Regions from separate parts of the Sus scrofa genome. Here region 2 is linked to region 1. The links are chromatin contacts, called in public Hi-C maps. All regions are on one chromosome and are shown on one strand. Each heading gives the region's core, a stretch centred on a gene start, on an enhancer-like site or on the middle of the called end of the contact. The rest is flanking DNA. Distances are from core to core; before and after follow the strand shown.

Region 1 (4,941 bases), core at 1,179-3,678:
AAATGAGTCTGGATTATTTGTGCCTGAGAGAAAACCAAAACCCAAAATAAAACAAACAAAACAAAGCATTTTTTTCATGAGCTATTGAAACTTTACCTTCAGGCAATGGCAGAATTACTAGAAAATAGCAGAGAATTTTATAATAGATTAATTGTGGATTATTAAAAAGTTGTTCATTGAAAAAAAGCAATGCAAACTGCGAGCTCGTTAGATGAAATAGAATTAACCATATGCCTGTTGAATAATAAAATATTGTCTTTGAGAGGCCAATTATTTCGTACTATTTAAAATACTACCATTGGGTAATGGCAAGCCCTTGGGAAACATTCACCTGCTTCAGTTTCTCAATCTATAAAATAGTCCCCAAATGCTATAATTCTAAAATGAATCAAGATTTAACTTTACCTCTTTCTGTAGTATGTTGAAGTGATCTAAGATCTGATACCAAAAAAGTCCACTAGATGGCAGGGTTCCCATTTCAAAGGAAGTGGTTTTTAACTTGATCCAAAATAAGAGCCTCCAACAAACAGAATTTGAAATGTGTTTATTTGTACAGCTATAAATATGGCTCATCTGATCCAGTTTTCCACTGGGTTCCATGTATTTCAGTGATTTGCCGCCAGTGTTTTTTTTAAAAGTCAGATTGAGGAAGTTATTTGATATGCAGCCACATTCTTTCCAACTAATCAAAGTTAATCCCTATTTCTCCTTTTTAATCAGACATTGCATGTCCACAATGTCATTAGCTGGAAAAAAAAAAATCATGGAGCCATTCATTAAGTAGAGTGTGATTTTTGAGCACATTTCCACAGAGCCCTCAGCAAGGGTAGGTGCGGCCATCTCTGGAATTTCTTTACAGTTTCAGAAGGCCAAAGGACCACCTGCTAAATTTCATTAGATTCCTGACAGGACACTCATTGCTGTTTAAAAAACATTTCTACCCTGCTCGGTTGTGACTGGCCGAGACCAAATATTATAAAGGTGAATTGAACTGAATTCTTAGGCAAGGGAAAGTGCTTTGATCAACTAAATAAGTGTATGTGGCTAATCTTTGAAAAACAAATGGCACACACAAAAACCAAGCTATTTTTATTATCACCAGTTATTATGATTATTATTGTTGCTGACTTTTTTATTTCTAAAACCTTCAGAGGAGTGTTTTCCAAGAAACTTAAGAATCAAGAAAAAGAAATGCATTCCTTCCCAATTTAACATAGCAGACCCAATGTGTTTCAACCAAAAGAAATTCTTTCCACTTGCAAAGTTCAGACTGAGTAATACTTTATTAAAGAGAAAAAGGAACTACCCAGATGTCCCTGAATATTACAGATTTGCTTATTCCCAATATTTATCAGAAATTGCTAGACTTTCTAGTTCAGACAAATGAATATTATCTGAACCATATAGAACCCCGTTGTTCTATTTGCAAAACAACACAACAGACTAAGAAGAATGCCTTCTAATTGTAAAACAAAGTGATATATCACGTGGTTTTCAGAGTAAAATATGAAACACACAAAAGAGCTACCTCTCTCCCTTAAAAAAACAACAAAAACAACAAAACTAGGTTATTCTTGAAACTCCCCTTGCCTTGTGATGGACAATAGGGTTTTTAAATCCCCCTCCAGCCTCTGAGCAGTGCTTAGACACAAAGTATTTCATATATCATGAGATCTGTGTCCCTCTGCCTAATCTTACTGTATCGTAATGCCTCGTAGCACAATGGAGATGCATGTATGCCTAATTTCCATAAATTACACAGCCTGACGTTTTCATAAAGACAAATTCCGATTGTAAACTATTAAACCTGATTCAGCATCCTTTGATGTCTCTGAGAAAAACTGGGGGGGGGGGGGAGTTTAAACATTCCCACATGGGGATGTGTTCCCTGGGGTAGGTGAATGGAAAGAAAGGAAGTGATATTTTGCCCCTCATATTTCTTGAGCATGTTCTTCTGAAATGGAATTTAGTCCCTTTACAGAAGTTAAAAAGTGAAAATCCTAGATGCTGGGGGCAAGCTAACACATGACGCTTCTCTGAAAGTTCTAAATCAGAATCAAGAGAAAGTCTTCTCTCTGAACCCCTGACTTGATCTCTCCTGTAAGGTGGAAACTCAGTCTTAGCTGCTGCCAAACAATAGTCTTACTCTTTGGATTACTGAGTGTTAATCCCCCCCCCCCACTTTGTTTCTAAATTCTCTCCTCCCAAACTCTTGTTCCTGGGTCCTTAGATCAAAGCAAACACCATCCAGGCCTCTCCCTTCAGTCGCCATCAAGTTTCGTTATTTAGTTGTGGAATTTCCTCGACAGATCTCGTTCTCGGCATCCTGTTGACACACTTAACATACAGGTTATGAAGAATTCTGGGAACCCGCTCCCTTCCTGTTTACTTTCACTCCTCAATGGAGCCTAGTGCTCAGAAGCAGGCTTTTTCAAACCCGAAAGCGGAATCACCTCCCTGCTGAAGCAGGAAAGGTGTGAAAAGCAAACAGAGGAGAGCAAATACAGTGGCTTTTCAGCAGTTCCTCAGCGCTCGCTGGAGTCTGAGAGGTGATTCAGGGGGTGAGAATTCTGAGTAGGAGGCAGCATGGGGACCGCGGATACATTTCTGTGTCCTGCTGGGCTAGTCCTTCACAGGGTGGCTTTGTTATGAGACGTGAAGTGTTATGAATTACGGGAACCCCCCACCCCCACCAGTATGCAAATGTAAGCACATTCAGAACCAGAGAAAGCTCTCAGCTTCAGAGCCCCGAACCAGAACCAGTGGGCTGGAAGGTTCCTTAGTCCTATAAGTACTCCTGATGGGATAATCCATGAACACCTCTGGGAAGAGGGTCTATCCCCAAGTCTTTTTGTAAACGCTGGCCGAAAACTCTGGGGGCCAGGCCAGAAATCTCCGTGTGGGTAATCTCAGGTCCAAATGAGTCAAAATATCATAACAGAGAGGGAGTGCTCTGAGGTCCTTTAACAGCAAGCTGAGCTTTGTAAGCGCAACACAAAGCAGCTGTTGATGGCCTGGGCTTGTGGAATGTGGTGGGTGTGAGCCTGAGGTGTTGGTGGGTGGGATGGCTGTGGGTCAGCTGAGAGGTGGCACTTTGAGGCCAGCAGAGAGACCTGACAGATCAGGGACTCCTTTACCTGCCTGGCTCCTGGCGGAGACCACAAATTAAGGCTGATTAGGGCAATTCTCTGTTAGCTGGTGCACCACGAAGCTTTCCTTAAATCCATTTTGACAAGCTAGCAGGAAAAAGGCGGGCATCTGGATCAAGGAAGGACAAGGGTGAATAAGTACCCAGCATGGATTCTGGGCATCCCGAGTACAAACTTAAACAATTTCATCAATTCGGTTTACTGCCTTCTTGGTTAATTCAGTTGTTTTAAAAAATTAAATCTCAGGTGACATTTAAAAAAATTATCATCATCAAGTAAAAATTGGTATGAGTACATCTAGTCTTCTTATAAAAGGGAATTTTAATGCATTTTTTCCTATGACTTTCAACCCAAATCCTGATTTTTTTGTTTTCATAATCTGAGACTTAAAATCCAGATTTACTGTAAATGTGTGTTTAATTCACTGTGATCATAACATTCTTAACATTATAGGCATAAAACATTTATGTGTTATTTTGTTTATATTGTATTTATAATACTTTGCAAAAAGTATTTTATCATTTGCTTCAAGTGTATAAACTTTAACAATAACTGTTTAGACTTACTCCACATTTAATTTTCTTTCTTAATACCAGTTTTATAATAACGATACCTCCCCATAGCTTCATGTCTGTACTCTTATTCATTTTTCAGTCTGTTGTCATGCACATTTGAATATGTTTTTCATGAAGGGCATGGAAGCAAATTATACTTTCTAAAGTCATGTATGAGATTGTCTTTCTGTTCTTCTCAAACTAGGACAACAATATGGCTTGTTGCAGACATCTTGGTCAAAAATTTGTCTACTTAAAAGACTGAAATTTCATTTCTTCAGCCTATCTGTTGAACACCTACTCTCTGTCTGTATCTCCAGGGTGCTGTGGAGAAGCAAACAAGTTTACAGTCTTTGAGTTTTTTTTTTTTTTTTTTTTTGGTCCTTTTAGGGCTGCACCTACAGCATATGAAAGTTCCTAAGCTAGGAGTCCAGTCGGACCTGTAGCCACCAGCCTATGCCACAGCCACCGCAATGCAGGAGCCAAGCTGAGTCTGTGACCTATACCACAACTCACTGCAATGCCAGATCCTTAACCCACTGAGTGAGGCCAGGGATCAAACTCATGTCCTCGTGGATGCTAGTCAGGTTCGTTAAGCACTGAGCCATGACGGAAACTCCTAACATTTTTAAACTTACTTTTACTAGGAGTTAAAAGACATCATTTATTTCCTTTCTTGCTCTGTCACTTCTTTCTCTTCCTTCTTAATTTCGAGTAGATGCAAACTGATGTTTTTCTCCTTTATTTTTGAAACTGAAACATGTTATTGAGTATATATCTGAAAATGTGTCTCTTTTTACAATTTTTCCTGCCTTGTGGAGAACCTTTCAAAATGGGAAGTGTTATGCTATCTTCAAGTTTTTATTTTAATATTTTCACTCTTTGTTTTTGTGTCTTTATCTTTTTTTTTTTTTTGGCCACACATGCAGCATGAGGAAGTTCTTGGGCCAGAGACTGAACCTGTGCAACAGCAGAGACCTGAGCCACAGCGGTGATAATGCCAGATCCTACTGCAGCACCAGGGAACTCCTCTTTATCTTTTTATTCTGACACCTAAGATAATTGATTAGACTAGTTCTCTTCCTCCCCTGATTTGTTCTTCCTCTGTATTCAGTTACTGTTTTCCTTGCAGTTTAATTCAGCAATTATATGTTTGATCCCTGAGTATTTTTTCCTGATCTTAGATCTTGCTCTTTCAGGACTGCCTAATCTCGGGTGTGTGTGTGTGTGTGTGTGTG
Region 2 (4,941 bases), core at 928-3,427, 1.2 Mb after region 1:
CGGAGGGGCTGGCAGCGCTATTTATGAGCCCGGTTCAAAGCCGCGCTATCGTCATCCCCTCGCTGCAAACGACCATCTTCGAGCCTGGGTCACCTCTGGGTCCCTGGAGCTGGGGGCGGGGGCTGGGGAACCTCCTTCCATCACCAAACTTTGTCGGGGCGTGGGAGCAAGGACGCGAGCCCGTGCGCACGGGAACGCGCGCCCGCCGCCGCCTCAGCCTGGCGCTCGCAGCCGGGGCCTCACCTCTCCCCGGCGAGGTGCGGGCTCCCCGCCCGCAGCCAGTGGGCGGCGCCCGACCGCGCGGGGCGGGGCCGAGGGGTGGGGGCTCCGCCGAGTATATAAAGCCGGCGCCGGCTTAACTTCTGACTTGGGGTTATTTATTTGGGGAGCGCGCGGACGGCGGAGGCTGGCGGCGGCAGTGGCTGCCGCAGACGTTGGTTAAAAAAAGGCGGCGGCGGCAGCGGCAGCGGCAGCGGCGGCAGCGGCGGCGAGTAATGGGAGCGCCGTGGCTCCCGGGCGCAGGCGGGAGCTGCCGAGCTTTCTGGGCAAGGCGGGAGTGCTGAGGAGAAAGGGGAGCGTCGAGGGCCCCGCAGCCCGCTCCCGAGGCGCGGGCCGGGTTTTTGTTCGGCTGCGCGGAGCGCCAGGCAGCCCGAACCAACAACTCCAGTTACAACAACAACCCACCTTCCAGCAGCCGAGCGAGAATAGGGCTGCTGCGTCCGTCCTATTGTTTAGACACTTGCCAGGAGCTCGGGAGTCCGCAGAGCCACATAGTCCCCGCTCCCTGTCGCCGCCTTCCCTCTCCCCCTCATCACTCCCCAGAGAAGGAGGCGCGGAAAGCCGCCGGGAGAGGGGAAGGGGCTGGAAGGAGACCGGCTGCTCTGGACTGCGGCCGCCAAGTCAGGTGCAGCGCCCGGAGCCGGGCGGCGTCGCGACGTCGGCAGCAGGACCCTCACGGTGGCTGTGGGACTGGATTCAAAGCCTGGGAAAAGTTCCTGCACTTTGAGAAGGAGGACCCACTTGTGGGCAGCTGTTGGGGGGGAGACCTAGGGGCTGCGCCCACCCAAGAGCCCGGTCTTGTCTCTTCCACCTTTGCCATCAGGTGTCTGTTGCGGAGCTGCGGCGTATCCGGGAGACGAGAGGGGCTGACACACGCACGCACACAGGACTGCCGTTCACTGCATCTTGGGGTCTTTTAGGATCAGCAGATTCCACCGACCCAACTGCCACCTCGCCACCCTCCGGAACACCCCGGGAGGACCCAGGACGCGAACACCTCCAGCTTGGCCTTTCCACTCTTTGCGGTCGGCCTGCCAGCCATTCCCTGCTCAATCACAGCAAGAGCTCTCATCCTCAACTTGGCCTCTGGGATTTTCTCTGCCTGGGTTGTCACTAGTGGATATTCCTGCCTGCTGCGGCGGCCCGATTGCCCTTTTGTCTTTTCTGCGTGACCTCGGGGAAGGCCCTGGTGCGGAGCGTCGCCAAGGACGCGGGCAGAAGGTGGAATTGCCCAGACGTCCTTCGGCGGAGTGCATGTGTGTTTGCAAACCGCCATCGGCTGTCGGTAGACGACGAGGTTCGGTCAGGGCTGCGGAGGAGCCGCAGGCTGTGGGGAGACCGCGTGAGTGAGACACGCCAGGAACCCCGCAGCGACGTCCCGCTCCCCCTAGGCTGCGCGCCAGCCGTGTGCGCCCCCGCACGCCATGTCCGGTAGTCCAGCGCGCTCCACTGCAGCCCCGCGGGGCCCCTGCGCCTTCTAGTTTTGGAGAGCCCACTTCGATCAAGGCCACCGTTCCTACTGAGCCTCCCTCCTCTGTCTCCTACCATCCCCACTGGAATTGGATTTGCTGAGGGGGTCCGTGGAATCCGAGTACTCCTGTTCCACGCGCAACCGGCCCCTGCATCTTCAGAATCTTCACTGCTGTTGGGAGTCCCAGGTCTTTTACTGGCAAGTTGATATCTGCGAGAATAGACGACGCGTGATCTCCTCCCCCGCTCCTCTGGGGTCTCCCGGTAGCCTTGACCAGGGCAGTTGATCTTAAAGTTGCCCAAGGAGCGCCTGCCGAGCTGGAGGAGGGTGAGGGGAGCTGAGAGGCGCGTACCTGTGTCAGCTCTACTGCTTTGAAAATTACTATTACTTTCGTATTATTTTGTGCACATTATCCGGACATTCTGGATTGCTAGCCTCGCGCTAGGCACTGGGCCTCAGGCGCAGCGTGGTTTGAGAGGAGCAGCGAGCTAAAAGAAACCCCCGGCGCCCACGAGCTAGGAGGCGGCGGGGGAAGATGCGCGGCGTCGGCTGGCAGACGCTGTCCCTGTCGCTGGGGTTAGTGCTGGCGATCCTGAAGGAGGTGACGCCGCAGGCGTGTCCGGCGCAGTGCTCCTGCTCCGGGAGCACAGTGGACTGTCACGGGCTGGCGCTGCGCAGTGTGCCCAGGAATATCCCCCGCAACACGGAGAGACTGTGAGTATGGGTTCTTCCTCCCCCTTCCTCCCCACCATCGCGGTCGCTCAGCCTATAGATTGGAGGGGTCATCGGCACAGTAGGAGGGGTGCTAAGGGTAGCCCTCACTAGCTTTCCAGAACGCGCATCCTGGGTTTGAACTCTCCGGGAGGGCGCTGCCCAGGGAGGGGCCACTGCCCAAAGGAGGGGCGGGCCCGCTGGCAGCTCTGCTTGGTCCCTTCCTCCCGCTCTAGACCCGCCACTCGCAGCCCTTTGCCGGCGAGTTCTCTGAGGCTGAGGAGGCGGGTAGAGGGGCGACAAGTAGTCGCGGATGCCCAGGGCAAGGGAGACACGACTTTGTTCCTCGGACTCTGTAAACGGAGTCACCTTGCGGTTGGGAACTCTCACGGGTCGGTTCAGGGCTGAGTCCCTGCTCTTGTCACCGCGGGGTGGCGCGAAGAGGGGGGCTACCGGAGGTGGCATTCAAAAAAGAGTAACCTCAGCTCCTTGGCTTTGTGTTGCCCTCCTGGGGACGGAGGGAGAGGAGAAGGGGTCCTGGGGCGGCAGAATCCACCCGGGGGCACCTCTACAGGCCGCAGAAGGAAAGATGCGCCGGGACGGCCGCAGCTCCCTCGGTGGCAGCGCTCAAACCCCCACGACTCTTCCCCCGCCTCCCACTTCCCCCGGGAGGAGGCGAAGGCGGCGGCGAGCCCCAAGGGACCTGCCCAGAGGGAGACTCTGGAGGAAGACCGCATCTTACCAACTAGGCGAAGTTAGGGCTGGCTCTCCAACCGGAACCAGCCAACTTAGGTCTGATCGTTTTGGTGACCCCCGCGGCCCTCCGCTGCCCCCTCCCCGGCCCTTCCTGCTGAGCCCCAGTGCCCCCTTTCCACCCTTCTGGCAGTTTCTGCATCCCTTCTCGTGGCAGCAGCTCCCCTTCCTTCCTCCCTTTGCGCTCTGCTGCCCGCAGATATCCCCGCCTCCCTGTCTCTACGAGTCTCTAATGAAGAAGTAATCGCAGACCCGGGGTTGACGGCCCACGCGCTCCTTGGGGCGCTTCCCGAGTTCAGGGAAGTGGAGCATGGAGGCCGTTCTCTTTGTGAACGCGGAGGCCGCCACCCGCGCTGCCCGAGCGCCCGGGACGCGCTCCGCTCGCCGTCGCGCGTGGGTCCAGCGGGGCGAGGCAGCCGGGGCCAGCGCTCCCAGGTTGCGCTCCGCCAGCCTCTGCGCCCCGCCAGCCTCTGCGCCCTCGGGGTGTGAGCGTGGCAGGCCGTGGTGGGGACCCGCTCGGACTGGCACCTCTCCACCCGCGCGGCCCTCAGCGCTTGGAGTCGCTCTTCTCATCCAACCCATTGCCTCGCCCTCAGTCTAAAGGCCTGAGTTGAGCCATCTCTTTCTTTGCAAATGGCTCCCCCATCCCGAGCCTCACTGGACCGCCCCCCGCTACTCCTTCTGCTCCCTCTTTCCCAGGCCCGCAGCGCTGGGCAATTTGGGGCCTGTTAAGGGCGTCTTGTCAAAGTGTGATCTACCGAGTTTGTCTGCGATGGGGGACGGGATTCGTGTTATGTCAAGTACCCCGAAGAAAAAGACCCCAGCCACTTTCGGAACAATTCTGTGGTGCTTTTTGCTCAGCACGGAAAGTGGGTTGAGGAGGAAGCAATGCAGAATTCTGTTTTAGCACTTATCATTTCATGCTCTTCCGAATAATTTAAAGTTTAAGCGCAAGAATGTCCTATTAAACAAAAAGGGAATAAATGCATTTAGGAGGATATCAAGTGAATTTTAGGTACTTGAAAAAAATTATCCTTATGAAGGATCTATAAAGAGTTATCAGAAAAGAGTTTACTTAGTGTTGGCTCTATAAAATTCTATCATGGACAACATAAACACATTAAATACGGTTTTGAAACATGATGTTTTAAAGTCAAGGTAAGGTTTACTTCCGTGAAGGAGAACATTTAAACCGCTGTAAAACCTGGTTTTACTTGAAATGATTGGAACCAGGGCAAGTTTAGATCTTGACCTGAGATTCCAGAAAAGGGGGTAGTGAAGGAAACGTGGTGCTGAAATCTGAACAAAAATGTCAGGGCCTGAATGCTCTCTCCCTTATTGCCTCAGCTAGTAGTTTTCACTTTACAGTCACGGCGAGGGGTGGGGTGGGGGGTCCCTGAGCTGCAAATGAAAAGTTTAGTTTTCATACAAACATACATTGTTGGAAGGTAAATGCCTATAAATACAAGTCTTTGAAGTGCAGTTCTTTTGATGGTACTCTAACTTTATTCTTTGCTTTAGGAAGTTTAGCCACCGTGCCACCTAAGGATAGGTTCTGAATTTTAAAATTTCTTCCTGAATAGTATTAGAAAATTGTGCATTTAACTTCCTGCAGGTTAACTTTTTGGGAGTATGCCAAACAATAATAGTAAATAGCTAAATACCTGTGAAATTAATATGCACATCCTTAGAAAAACAAAAAATTGGACACACTCCCATACACACAA

Evidence for each region. A called contact is a pair of places that touch in the nucleus more often than the background predicts.
Region 2: a contact with region 1 is called in a Hi-C map of skeletal muscle, with 5 times the contacts expected there. The contact joins the promoter of SLIT2 here to the enhancer-like site in region 1. A contact is called at or near these places in 14 of 47 Hi-C or Micro-C datasets (brain, embryonic fibroblasts, epiblast stem cells and 9 more).

Annotation. Positions count from the first base shown.
Region 1 is chr8:13,515,648-13,520,588 of Sscrofa11.1, forward strand. No RefSeq gene overlaps it. Among named protein-coding and RNA genes, the nearest start is that of LCORL, 550 kb to the left of the region's middle. Within about 2 kb of position 2,429, at least 22 of the 83 cell types and tissues checked have an H3K27ac peak or open chromatin away from gene starts, as enhancers often do. A contact at or near this core is called in epiblast stem cells, omental adipose tissue, skeletal muscle and 1 more, where this site is marked.
Region 2 is chr8:14,756,249-14,761,189 of Sscrofa11.1, forward strand. SLIT2 (slit homolog 2 protein) reads left to right here and starts at 2,178. Exons shown (of 39, transcript XM_021101059.1): 1 at 2,178-2,464. The coding sequence starts at 2,286.